Regions from separate parts of the Sus scrofa genome. Here region 2 is linked to region 1. The links are chromatin contacts, called in public Hi-C maps. All regions are on one chromosome and are shown on one strand. Each heading gives the region's core, a stretch centred on a gene start, on an enhancer-like site or on the middle of the called end of the contact. The rest is flanking DNA. Distances are from core to core; before and after follow the strand shown. Region 1 holds the start of UBE2T (ubiquitin-conjugating enzyme E2 T). Region 2 holds the start of SYT2 (synaptotagmin-2).

Region 1 (5,299 bases), core at 847-3,346:
CACAGGGACCTAACAAAGCCTGTGGCCCTAACGGAGAAGCCGTGTCTGGGACGCTCGCTCTCTCAGCTTCACAAGTCCTGCGGCGTGCCAGCACCCCACACAGACCACACAGATCAGAACAGAAGGCGCACAATGCTGGCTGCTGAGCGAATACAACCCGCAGACCTGCCGTGTGGACTGCAGCATTCTACCCAAATCCTGGCTGCAAATCAGCAAAAGATGTAATAAAAGGCCAAAGAAGAAATGTCATGAAAACCTCATGCACAAGTGAACAAATTAGGGTGGAAGGTGACCATGCTGTCACACACACATCTCCACCAGGTTTTCCCCAGGGTGTGACACCTACGAGCACGCAGGTCATCCATTCGGTCCCCGTCCTGCCAGCATGTAATGCCTGGGGGCGGCTCTGTGGCCAGCAGGGTTAGCTCTCTCTTCAGACGGGACGCTCTCTGCATGGCAGGCACGAGGGAGGGCTGGCTGTCAGGCTTGCTGGGCAAGATGGCCACACAGATGGCTCCAGGCACCAGGCTCGGGTGACAGGGACTCCGCTTTAGCATAGGACTCTGCTTTCCGTTTAGTGAAGGACAAAGGAAGCCCCCCTGTTAATCTCTGTTCCAAGCAGGGAGTCCACTTTTTCCATTTCCTTGTCGTTACCTATGCAAGCAAACACATTTTTAAACTAAAGTCTGAAATGTGCAACAAGTTCTACAGAGAAAAGTGCTACATGCTTTAAATTAACATCTGTCTCCACGGATGAATGACAATCTCCCCGCCCCCCCCCGGGGGGGGCGGGCCTGGGCCCAGTTTTGCTCACTGCTGGGGCCTCAGTGCACCCAGCACAGAAGTGAACCAACCGTCCGGTACTAATTATAGGTACTAATAAGCAAAGATCACCTGGTGGGTATAGACTGTACTTAGTTGGACAGTGTAATTCATGATAATTATGAACTTAACCTCAGGCAGCTATCCTGAACACAAGGACGTGTATGTGTTGGGTCTTTGTACCCTCCTGAACTGCACTGCAAAGACAAAGTGGTCCTCCGCAATCAACATGCACGCACGCTTGGAAATATTTAAATAGTAGTAATAACACAAGCAAATTAATACGTTAAATAGAATCAATTACACTACAACGGTCTTTCACGCAAATTATTCTTTAAACTACTTCCAAATTTCTTTAGCCACACCTTTAAACCACCTTCTCTTGGATCCAGTTACTTCACTGGGTACTTAAGCATACCTTTCATACAAAAATTCCTTCTTTTCTCAGTAAGCAGATGCTGGGAATCGATGACAGAGACAAATATGCCCAAGTGGTAAAGTCTACCTTCGCATAAAATGTGAACGCAGTGGAAAGGCATAGTAAAGGGACTGTAATAGGGTGAGAACAAATAAGACAATTTCTCTAAAGGAGAACCAGACCCCAGGTTCACCACATTAACACAAATTAGTACGTGGCACTCCTTGGCTCAAAACCATCCATCACTATTTTGTGGGCATTTCAAGTTCCTTACCATCTAGGCCCAACCCACATTTCCAGCCTCATGGCCAGTACTCCTCCCCATAAACGTTTGCTTCTGCCACACCGACTTCTCTCTGAGGCCCACAGTCTGTAGACGTATACACACGTCACCCCTCCTCTAGGAATGCAGCCTAGCCCCTCACTCCTACCGCAAGGCCCAGCTCTCTGTTTCCACAAACTTGCTGTGAGTTGTAATCTACCCCGGCAGCTGCTCTGCACCGGGAGCGGGACGCGGCGGGGAGAGCAGGGGAATGTCGGGGACGGGGGGTGGGGGGACGCCCGGGTGGGAGGAAGGGGAATGTCTGGGAAGGGGGACACTCAGGTAGGGGGCTGCCGGAGGCGTGTGCCAACGGGGCTGTCAAGACAACCACATGCTCCGCCACACAGCCGCTCGCGGGAGATGATACTTCCTCGCTGGGCAGAAAGACCCTGCCGCCGCCGCCGCCCCCGCCAGCCAGTAACCTCTAAGCCGAGAAGCCCACCGACCCGCTCTTACCTGCGCGGATCTCCCTCGCAGCGCAGCGGCGCCAACCAGCCTGCACAGCGCCTGCGCGAGCCCGAGGGTTGCGTCTCCCCTCCTCCGGCCGGCGAGGGTTGTGATTGGTCCGGAGCGCCGCCCGGGGAGGAGTGCGGCCTCCGATTGGCCGGCCTCCGAGCGGCGTCCGCCCACCCGTTTTGAACCAGAGCGCGGGGCGGTGGCTGCGGTTTCCAGTCGGGTTCAGTGGGTCGCAGGGGTAAGGATTGCACATCGCTTCCAGAAGCTCCGTGGGAGTAACTGGTCAGGAGAAGGAACTGCAAGCGAGGTTCCTCGCCGTAGGGTCAGACCCGCGGACGGCGCTCTGGGGATTCCCCGGAGCCCGAGAAGCGCGGGGATTCCGGGCCGGGTTCCGACTCTGGGCGCGGGGACCTTGCGCGGTGCTCGGACGCCACGGCGGGCTGGAGACCACACCCGCCTTCGCTTCCTGCTCCGGCTGCGGGAGAGCTGCCAGTCTTCCTAAACGTGCGAGCCAGTGCAGTTTGACCGCTGCTCTGACAGCTGCCGAAATTTCTGCGTTCCGCCCAAATCGGTGTTAAGTAGCCCCCTGGTTCCTTGCGGCCGCCCTCTCTCCGCCGGAGACCCACGGCCCCCCACCCCCGAGACCGTCCACGGTACTACCCGGTGCTGTCCAATCTAGTCTCCCGTTAGCTGTTGGGGTTTTCCCTTTACTGTTAGCGTTGCCTCATTGTAGGGAGGTGTTTTCTGTCGTAATCCCTTCACTGTTTCCACCCCGATTGTAACTGTGGTTGTATTATAATTTTATTACAGTTACAGTTCTGTCCTCCGAGCTGAAATTGATTGTTTTCTTGGGTGGTTTTCTGAAAATCGAGTCTTTTATTCTTTTTCGTCCTCACCAGCGGCATTTGGAATTCTCAGGCCAGGGATCAAATGTGAGCTGGAGCTTGTGACCCACACCACGGCCGCAGCAACTCGGGATCCTCAACGCACTGCGCTGGGCCAGGAATCAAACCTGAGCCTCCACAGAGACAACCCGGGTCATTAAGCCAACTGTGCCACAGTGGGAACTCCCTGAAAATCAAGTCTCTAAAATATCTTTTAGAAAAACCAGGAGCTATGTTGAGTCTGGTGGAAAGGAGAGATGATATGATAAAACAAGTCAATACCTGTAGTTTTGGCAACAGAAAGAATTGGATAAAAGGAAGGAAGGAGGGAGGGAGGGAGAAGGAAGGAAGGAAAGAAGGAAGGAAGAAAAGTAAAAGAAAAAGAATTCTAGGGGGTAAATGTACAGCTTCCATGTGTCCACCAGAGGGAGGTATGTTAACTGGTGAGAACAGAGGCCACGCTGATTTTCATAACCTGTGTGTACCAGTGTCATTGCTTTAAAAACCAGAGTATTCTGATTTGTAGTTTATTTTTGAAGTGTACGGGAAAGTATTATTTAATAAAAGTTTCCTCACTTTATGCAAGAATGTATGTGCATTCTAGCTGGGTCACTTAGCACATTTCAAAGTACAAAAATTACAGCAATCGTTTTGTAATGTATAAAAACACCAAATCACTATGTTGGGCAGCGGGAACTAACAAAGTTCGTAGGTTAACATGCTTCAACGAACAAACTTATAGAAAAAGAGATCAGATTTGTGGTTAGCAGAGGCAAGGGAATTGGGTGAATGGTCAGGAGGGACAAACTTCCAGCTATAAGATAAGTACTAGGGATGTTATGACCAATATGATGCTGTATGTTCTGTAAGAAAGAGGGTAAATCCTAGGAGTTCTCATCACAAAATATTTTTTTCTTTTATTTTGTATCTATATGAGATGATGGATGTTGACCACACCTTTGTAGTAAGCATCTCATGATGTATGTAAGTCAAATCATTATGCTGCATACCTTAAACATAGTGCTGTTATGTCAATTACATCTTAATAAAACTAAAAAGAATAAGGACAAAGGTGGAGTTCCCACTGTGGCACAATGGGATTGGCAGTGTATCTGCAGCACCAGGAAGCAGGTTTGATCTCGGCCTGGCACAGTGGGCTAAAGGAAGCAGTGTAGGTTGCATCTGATACCTGGCCTGAGAACTCCATATGCCATGGGGTGGCCAAAAACGGGGAAAAAGTACAAAAATTGTGGGGGGGGATTTCCTTTTTTTTTTTTTTTTTGCTTTTTAGGGCCACACCCCCACCATATGGAAGTTCCCAGCTAGGGGTTGAATAGGAGACGCAGCTGCCAGCCACAGCCACTCAGGATCCAAGCCACATCTTTGACTTACACCACAGCTCATGGAAACACCAGATCCTTAACCCACTGAATGAAGGCAGGGATCAAACCCATGTCCTCATGGATACTAGCCAGATTCATTTCCACTGTGCCACAACAGGAACTCCTGTTGTTTTTTTTTTTTTTTAATACACAGGATTGTCGGGATTTATCCACTGGTACATAAAATATTATTTTCTTTAGAATATTTAGGAAATCCAAACTATCATGTTTGTTTACTGATAGTAAACAATCATATAAGTTTATTGTATAAGTTTATACTCAGCCCTGGTTGGGGGAAGATGTTTCAGAAAAAGAACTTAGATGATTTTAATTGCAAAAAACTTTCAAGTCATCATGCCCAGATTGATTATGTTTTATTTCTTGTGGCCTTTTGTGGGGGGCTGAGCTAGTTAAATTATTTAGATTATAATAATTATCACTGCTTTCTGTAATCACATAGCTGGAAGATACATGCCTTTTAATTATCCATGGAATTTAGCTACTTACATTTTTCTTTAAAATCTCCAGAGAGTGTAACACATTCTTACTACCTCAGGAAAAACACAAGTAAAATAGATACAGTAAAATAGATAGTTCCAGTGCTCACTGGAACTTCCCAGTATTGAGACTGAATTTTTCCTATTGAAATTCAAGTTCATACCTCTTGGGATAGTAAAGATTTAACTTAGACTTGGCTAATTTTAGCTTACTTACACAAGGGAAGGCAGATATTTATTCTTTCCTGATACTGAATGTGAAAAGAATACAGCTGAGAGAAATGTAACATTATTGGTGTTCCCCTTGTGGCTCATCAGTAAGGAACCTGACTAGTATCCTTGAGGACATGGGTTTGATCCCTGGCTTCACTCAGTGGATCGAGGACCTGGTTTTGCCTGAGCTGGGGTGGAGGTCGCAGATGAGGCTTGGATCCTTCGTTGCTGTGGCTGTGGGGTAGGCCGGCAGCTACAGCTCTGCTTTGACCCATAGCCTGGGAACTTCCATATGCCACAGGTGC
Region 2 (5,434 bases), core at 2,096-4,595, 270 kb after region 1:
CCTCTGGAACACAAAATCCAAAACGGCAGGGATATTTTCTGCTGTGTTCACCGCAGTATCCACAGTGACTAGAACTTGCACAGAGTAGGGCTCGCCTATAGACACTTGTTGAATTAATAAAATCACACACTCTGGAGTTCCCCTTGTGGCGCAGTGGTTAACGAATCCGACTAGGAACCATGAGGTTGCGGGTTTGATCCCTGGCCTTGCTCAGTGGGTTAAGGATACGGCATTGCCATGAGCTGTGGTGTAGGTTGCAGACGCGGCTCGGATCCTGCGTTGCTGTGGCTCTGGCGTAGGCTGGCGGCTACAGCTCTGATTTGACCCCTAGCCTGGGAACCTCCATATGCCGCGAGAGCGGCCCAAGAAAATGGCAAAAGACAATAAAAAAAAAAAAAATCACACACTCTGTAATTAGCAGCTGAGAGATTTGAATTCAGGCCGGTAGGGCCCCCAGCCTCTATGCTTCATGCTCCCTACCCACTACGGCTCCCTCTGGCCACGAGTCCAGGTCTGAAAGAGCACCCCTGTATTGTGCTGTGGCTCTAAATAAGCAAACCAGCTCCAACTAGAACCCAGATCAGGAAAGTCCAACTATCCAATCCCAAGGCCAGGAGAAACAGTTCCTCCTCATCTGCTCCTGGACCACCCAGAAGGATGCTGGGTCGAGGGAGGGGCAACGGGCCCTCTCACAACCCATGGAGCCCCAGCTCCAGCCTGCCTGCTGCCCCTCTGTCTTCTCGCTGAGAGGACTGCAGGGGCTGCATGGGGAAGATGGGAGACCAGCCGAGAAAGAATGAAGCCCAGGTAGAAAAGGAAGGACCTGCGGTCAGACTTGCCTGGGGTTGGGGATTATAGGCTTAGAGAGGGCAGGGAAGGGGCTTCTGAGCCATCTCCAGAGTCCCCCAACCCCAGCCCTGTGGCACCTGCTTGGAAGCTGCCTGGGGTAAAAGGGAGCGTAAGGTCAGGAGAGCAAGGACCCAGCTCAGAAGTGATCTCCCTGTGCTGGCCACGTCTGCAACTAGGTACTGGCCTTGCCCAGGGATAAAGCCAACGTCAGTCCTGAGATGAAGCCAGGGGCAAGCTCTTCTCGGGGGAGAGGACAACGTTCACAAACACTCCTGGTCCTGATATGTGGGTTTCAGGCCCCAAAGCTGAAAAAAGTAAAAATTATATTTGCATAACACCCCCCCCCAAAAAAAAATGCTGTCTGTTAAAAAGTCCTGGACTGGGAAGAAAACTGACTCACAGCAGAGTGGTCGGCTCTTCGTCCTGGGGAGGCTAGAAGTGGGGTGCCAATCTCTGCCTCCCCCTCCTTCAGCTTTCCAGAAGCTCCCAGCTCTTCCTTGGACAAAGCAGGGAGGGGAGAGGCGAGCCTCAAGCCCAAGAGGTGCCTAGAAAAAGCCAGGCCCGCCAGAGGCATCAGTCCAAGAGGATGGCTGGGCCAAAGTGCCTGCCTTTGCCCTCAAGACAGCAGTGGGGGGTGGGCAGAGAGGCCCAGGGTGAGGATCCAGGTAGCACTGGTCATTCCTCAGGAGCATGGAGAGGAGACAGGCTGGGGCCAGGCTCTCTGGGCCAGGCCACAGTGTGCCTGGCCAGGACCCCTGGCGCTGACTCACCCCTGAGCCCTGACACAAGCTGCAGCCTGCAGCGCCTGCCAGGCCTCTGCTCACCAGGACGCCAGGCACGTCCCACTGCATCAGAGCTGCCCTGTCCCTCCCACCAGCACCCCTGGCCAGGCTTTCGGGGCACAGGGCAGGTGTGTGAGGGGGCATGGCTCTTCTCCTTGGCCCCCCCTGGTGTAGCAGAGATGTTTCTAGCAGCCTAGAAGGGTGGGGGCTGGACTCAGACCTAAGCAGGGGGAATGACTGGGAAGGATTAGGGCAGCCCTGCCCCTCGTGGTCACACCCTCTGATGAAGCGCCCAGGTACTGAGTTGGATGGATGAGTTGAGGACCATCTATGACTTGCGGGAGGCTCCCCTCAAGACAGCAGTGGGGGGTGGGAGGCACCCTCCTGCTCTCCAGGTCAGATCCTAGCCCACCCCCCTGCTTTATGGGAACTCCCAGATGCTAAGGACTTCCTTGTCCTCTGACCCAGCCCACTCCCATCTGGGCAGCCCTCTCTCCCCACTGCAGTGCCCGCTCCTGGGCCCCCCTCCTCCTCTGGCCTTGGACTCCTTTATCTCTCGGCCACCACAGGAGAAAACAGTGAGCACACGCTATGGGGGAGGTTGCTGCAGAGGGAGAGCTGGGCTTTGGCGGCGCCCCCTACAATACCCCAGGCTGGGGGTGTCCTGGAGGTACCTGTAGAATGTGGGGATGAAAAGGGGGAAGGAGAAAGGAAAAATTATCTATCCTCTTGGTTAAAAAATAACAACCCTGTGCTGTGAGCCAGGGAGGGAACAGAGTCAGGGAAGGCGGGACCCCAAAGGAAGAGGGAAACGAGAGTCCCAGACGCGGGCGGGGCTGTCTCCAGTTCCTGGGTCTGGGGGCCCAGCGACGGAGGAGGGCTGCAGCAGCGGCAGGACGTCCTAGGTGTGCTGAGTCATGAGATTCGGAGAGAGGCGCAGGGTGTCCCCCTCGCGTCCCTGTCCCAGTTCCTCCAGATCCTCACTTCCAGTTAATCCTCGTAGTTTGTCTCCCCGCCGCCCCCCTGGACCAGGGTCTCTGCCTCCGGGAGCTCCAGGATTCCCCCCTCCCCGCTACGTCGGCGGGGTCGGGGGTCTCCAAGCCTTGAGGCGGGGCAAAAGATTCTCGGTTGGAGACCAAGCGGGCAGCCGCGGGCGAGACGCGGGAAGAGGGGCGGGGGCGCCGAGCCTCGGGGCTCGGGGGATGTCGGCCTGCCCCTCAGCTCTGCAGCTCGTCCCGGGGGATCCAGCGCGGAAACCTGCTCCCTCCTCCCGCCCCAAACCCGCAGAGCAGCCGGCTCGTCGCCGCTCGAGTCCAGCTCCCCAAAACGAAGCCTCATCTGGTCGCGTCCAAGCTCTCCCCGAAGGACGGTGCGGGCGCCCGGCCCCCCTCTTGGCCTCAAAGTTTCCCGACCCCACGCATCCCCGGGAGCCAGACCCCTCCTCGAAACCCCTCGGCTCAGTAGTAGAAACTTTGGAGGAGGTCGGTGCCTCCCACGACGGTGGTACAACTCACCGGGGCGGCCGGCCAGGAGAGACCGGGTCTCCGAAGTAAGGGACTGCAGGCTGCAGGCGACGGCCGAGGGGGCGTCCGCTCTCGGCCCGGAGTCCCGCTGCGCCCCGGCCCCCAACTCGGCCGGTGCGTCTATACCGCAAGACTTGCTGAGCTTGCAGCCTGCGCCGCGGCGAGGGAGGCGCGCGACCCGGGGCGCGCGCTGCAGTGCGGGGAGGAGGCTGGGGGCGGGACCAGAGGAGGGCGGGGACCAGGAGAGGGGAGGGGACCGGGAGAGGGGCGGGTCGGGGAGGGGACCCGGGAGGAGGGGCGCCCAGGAAGAGGGGGAGGGGACCCGGGGAGGAGGAGGAGACCCTGGAGGAGGTCGCGGGGCAGGAGAAGGGGGCGGGGGTCGAGGGGATGAGGAAGCGGCCCGGGGCGAGGGGGAGGGGTCCAGGGGGGCGGGGACTGGTGGGGTGGGGGTGCCCTGGAGGAGGAGGCGGGGTCCATGAGGAGGGCGAGGGGACCGAGAGGCGCGGGGGGTGGGGGCGCGGGAGGAGGTGGAGACCTGGAAGGAGGGGGCGGGGCCTGGGAAGAACAGGAGGGGACCGAGAGGAAGGGGAGAGGTCCAGGAGAAGGGACAGAATGGAGGGAGGGGGAGGGAGGGGGCGGGGACTGGGTGGAGGGGCGGAGTCCACGAGGAGTTGGAGAGGCTGGGAGAGGAGAGGGAGGTGACTGGGGAGGAGAGGGCAGGGACCGGGGAGAGAGGAGGAATGGGGCGGGCCAGCGGGACTGCAGGGGGCGGGCCTGCCTTGCGAGCGCCCGAGTCCTCTTCGCAGAGCCCCTTTGGGCTCTCAGCGCCCCCTCCCTCCTGCTCAAGGTCACGGCTGCAGCTCAGGGTCCGGAAGAGTCGGACTGGGAACCAGGTCTCCCGAGTCTCATAATCCCCGCTCGAGATGGGCTGTGTCTCTTGAGCCACCTCCTTCTCCCCAAACTCCTAAACTCACCGCAGCTTAGGGCTATTTTGGGATTTCTGAGTCCCTTTGGGATCTCTGAGTCCCTCTCCTCCTCTTCTTTCTCCTCTTCGCAAGGCCACTTCTACCTGTAGTTGTCACCTGGAGGAAGGGGTTTCTGAGCCTAAAGGGTTGGTGAGGAAGAGGAGGATCTTCGGGAGAGTTAAAGGTGCCTATGGCAAGTGAGAGAACAGGATGGGGGCGTGGGAGAGGGACAGGGAGGTTGCGGGGAAGGAAGAGGGTCTGGAAGGAGTGGAGATGAGCATATTACATGACAAAGGTTTCCACACATGCTAGTCTCTTAATGCTTGGGACAGCCCTTTAAGGTGGGTATGAGGGCAGTTTGCAGGGAGGAAACAGCCTCCGAATGGGACTTTGGCCAAGGAGCCAGAGTTAGTTGTGGCATCCAAGGGGCAGGGATGGCAAATACCAAGTGGAGCTCTCCCTCCCTTCCTAACCCACCCAGAAGCTGCTAGGGCAGTGGGAGGAGGGACAGGCCACCCAGAGTTCCTGGCAGCACAATTTGAATATTCACAAACCCTTTTGGAGTCAAGATTATAACAGGACTGCAGCTCCTGCCTCCCTCCCGTGGATGCTGGGAAAGACTCCTGCCGGGATGCCCTGACCTGCCAAAGAGGGAAAATGCAAAAGGAGGGGAAGCAAAGACAAAGTAAGATTTGCGGCTTTGGCGGGGGGAGATGGGGAGAGATGCAGTGCTTTTCCAGATCACTTAGCTACCACCCAGGGAAACGCTGGAGACATCCAGCCAGCTTACCTCAAGGTGATTGGAGTGGGGGAATCCTAAATGGGACTGAACCTGTAGGAGGTCACCCCTACTCACCCGCAGAGCAGCCTGGGCAAGGGGCAGAGGACCCGGGAGGAGCTGAATCTGAATCTATTACCATGCAGGAGAGAATCAAGCTGACAATGGTCATCGGGCTTCTCAGGACCTGCTGCTTCATGCAAAGGGCTCAGGTCACCCCTCCCTGCTGACAGTGAATCTGCAGGATGCAGGCCAGAGAGCGGGCTGCAGTCTCCTGGCACAGAACCCAGTCAGGCTAACTGGGCCACCTCGCCACCCACCACTCCAGTCAAAAGCCCTTATCACCTGCTGGCCTCGCTTCTCCTAGCAAGCCTGGGAACCCAGGGGCAGAAGCTAGCTTGCTTCCCAGACTATTTAGAGTTAAGGCTGCAGTTTGGTTAAAGAAAAACATAGTGGCTCTAGCTTCAGCCTTAATGTTCATTTCATTCATCAGAACCAGTAGCGTGGATTACAACCTCATCAGGAGCTCAATGCCCC

What was found. A called contact is a pair of places that touch in the nucleus more often than the background predicts.
Region 2: a contact with region 1 is called in a Hi-C map of embryonic fibroblasts, with 2.0 times the contacts expected there. The contact joins the promoter of SYT2 here to the promoter of UBE2T in region 1. A contact is called at or near these places in 1 of 5 promoter capture datasets (liver) and 2 of 47 Hi-C or Micro-C datasets (embryonic fibroblasts and heart right ventricle).

The regions. Positions count from the first base shown.
Region 1 is chr10:24,456,989-24,462,287 of Sscrofa11.1, forward strand. It overlaps UBE2T (ubiquitin-conjugating enzyme E2 T), which reads right to left and starts at 2,097. Exons shown (of 6, transcript XM_021064545.1): 1 at 2,019-2,097; 2 at 347-654. The coding sequence starts at 557.
Region 2 is chr10:24,723,853-24,729,286 of Sscrofa11.1, forward strand. It overlaps SYT2 (synaptotagmin-2), which reads right to left and starts at 3,346. Exons shown (of 9, transcript XM_021064565.1): 1 at 3,146-3,346.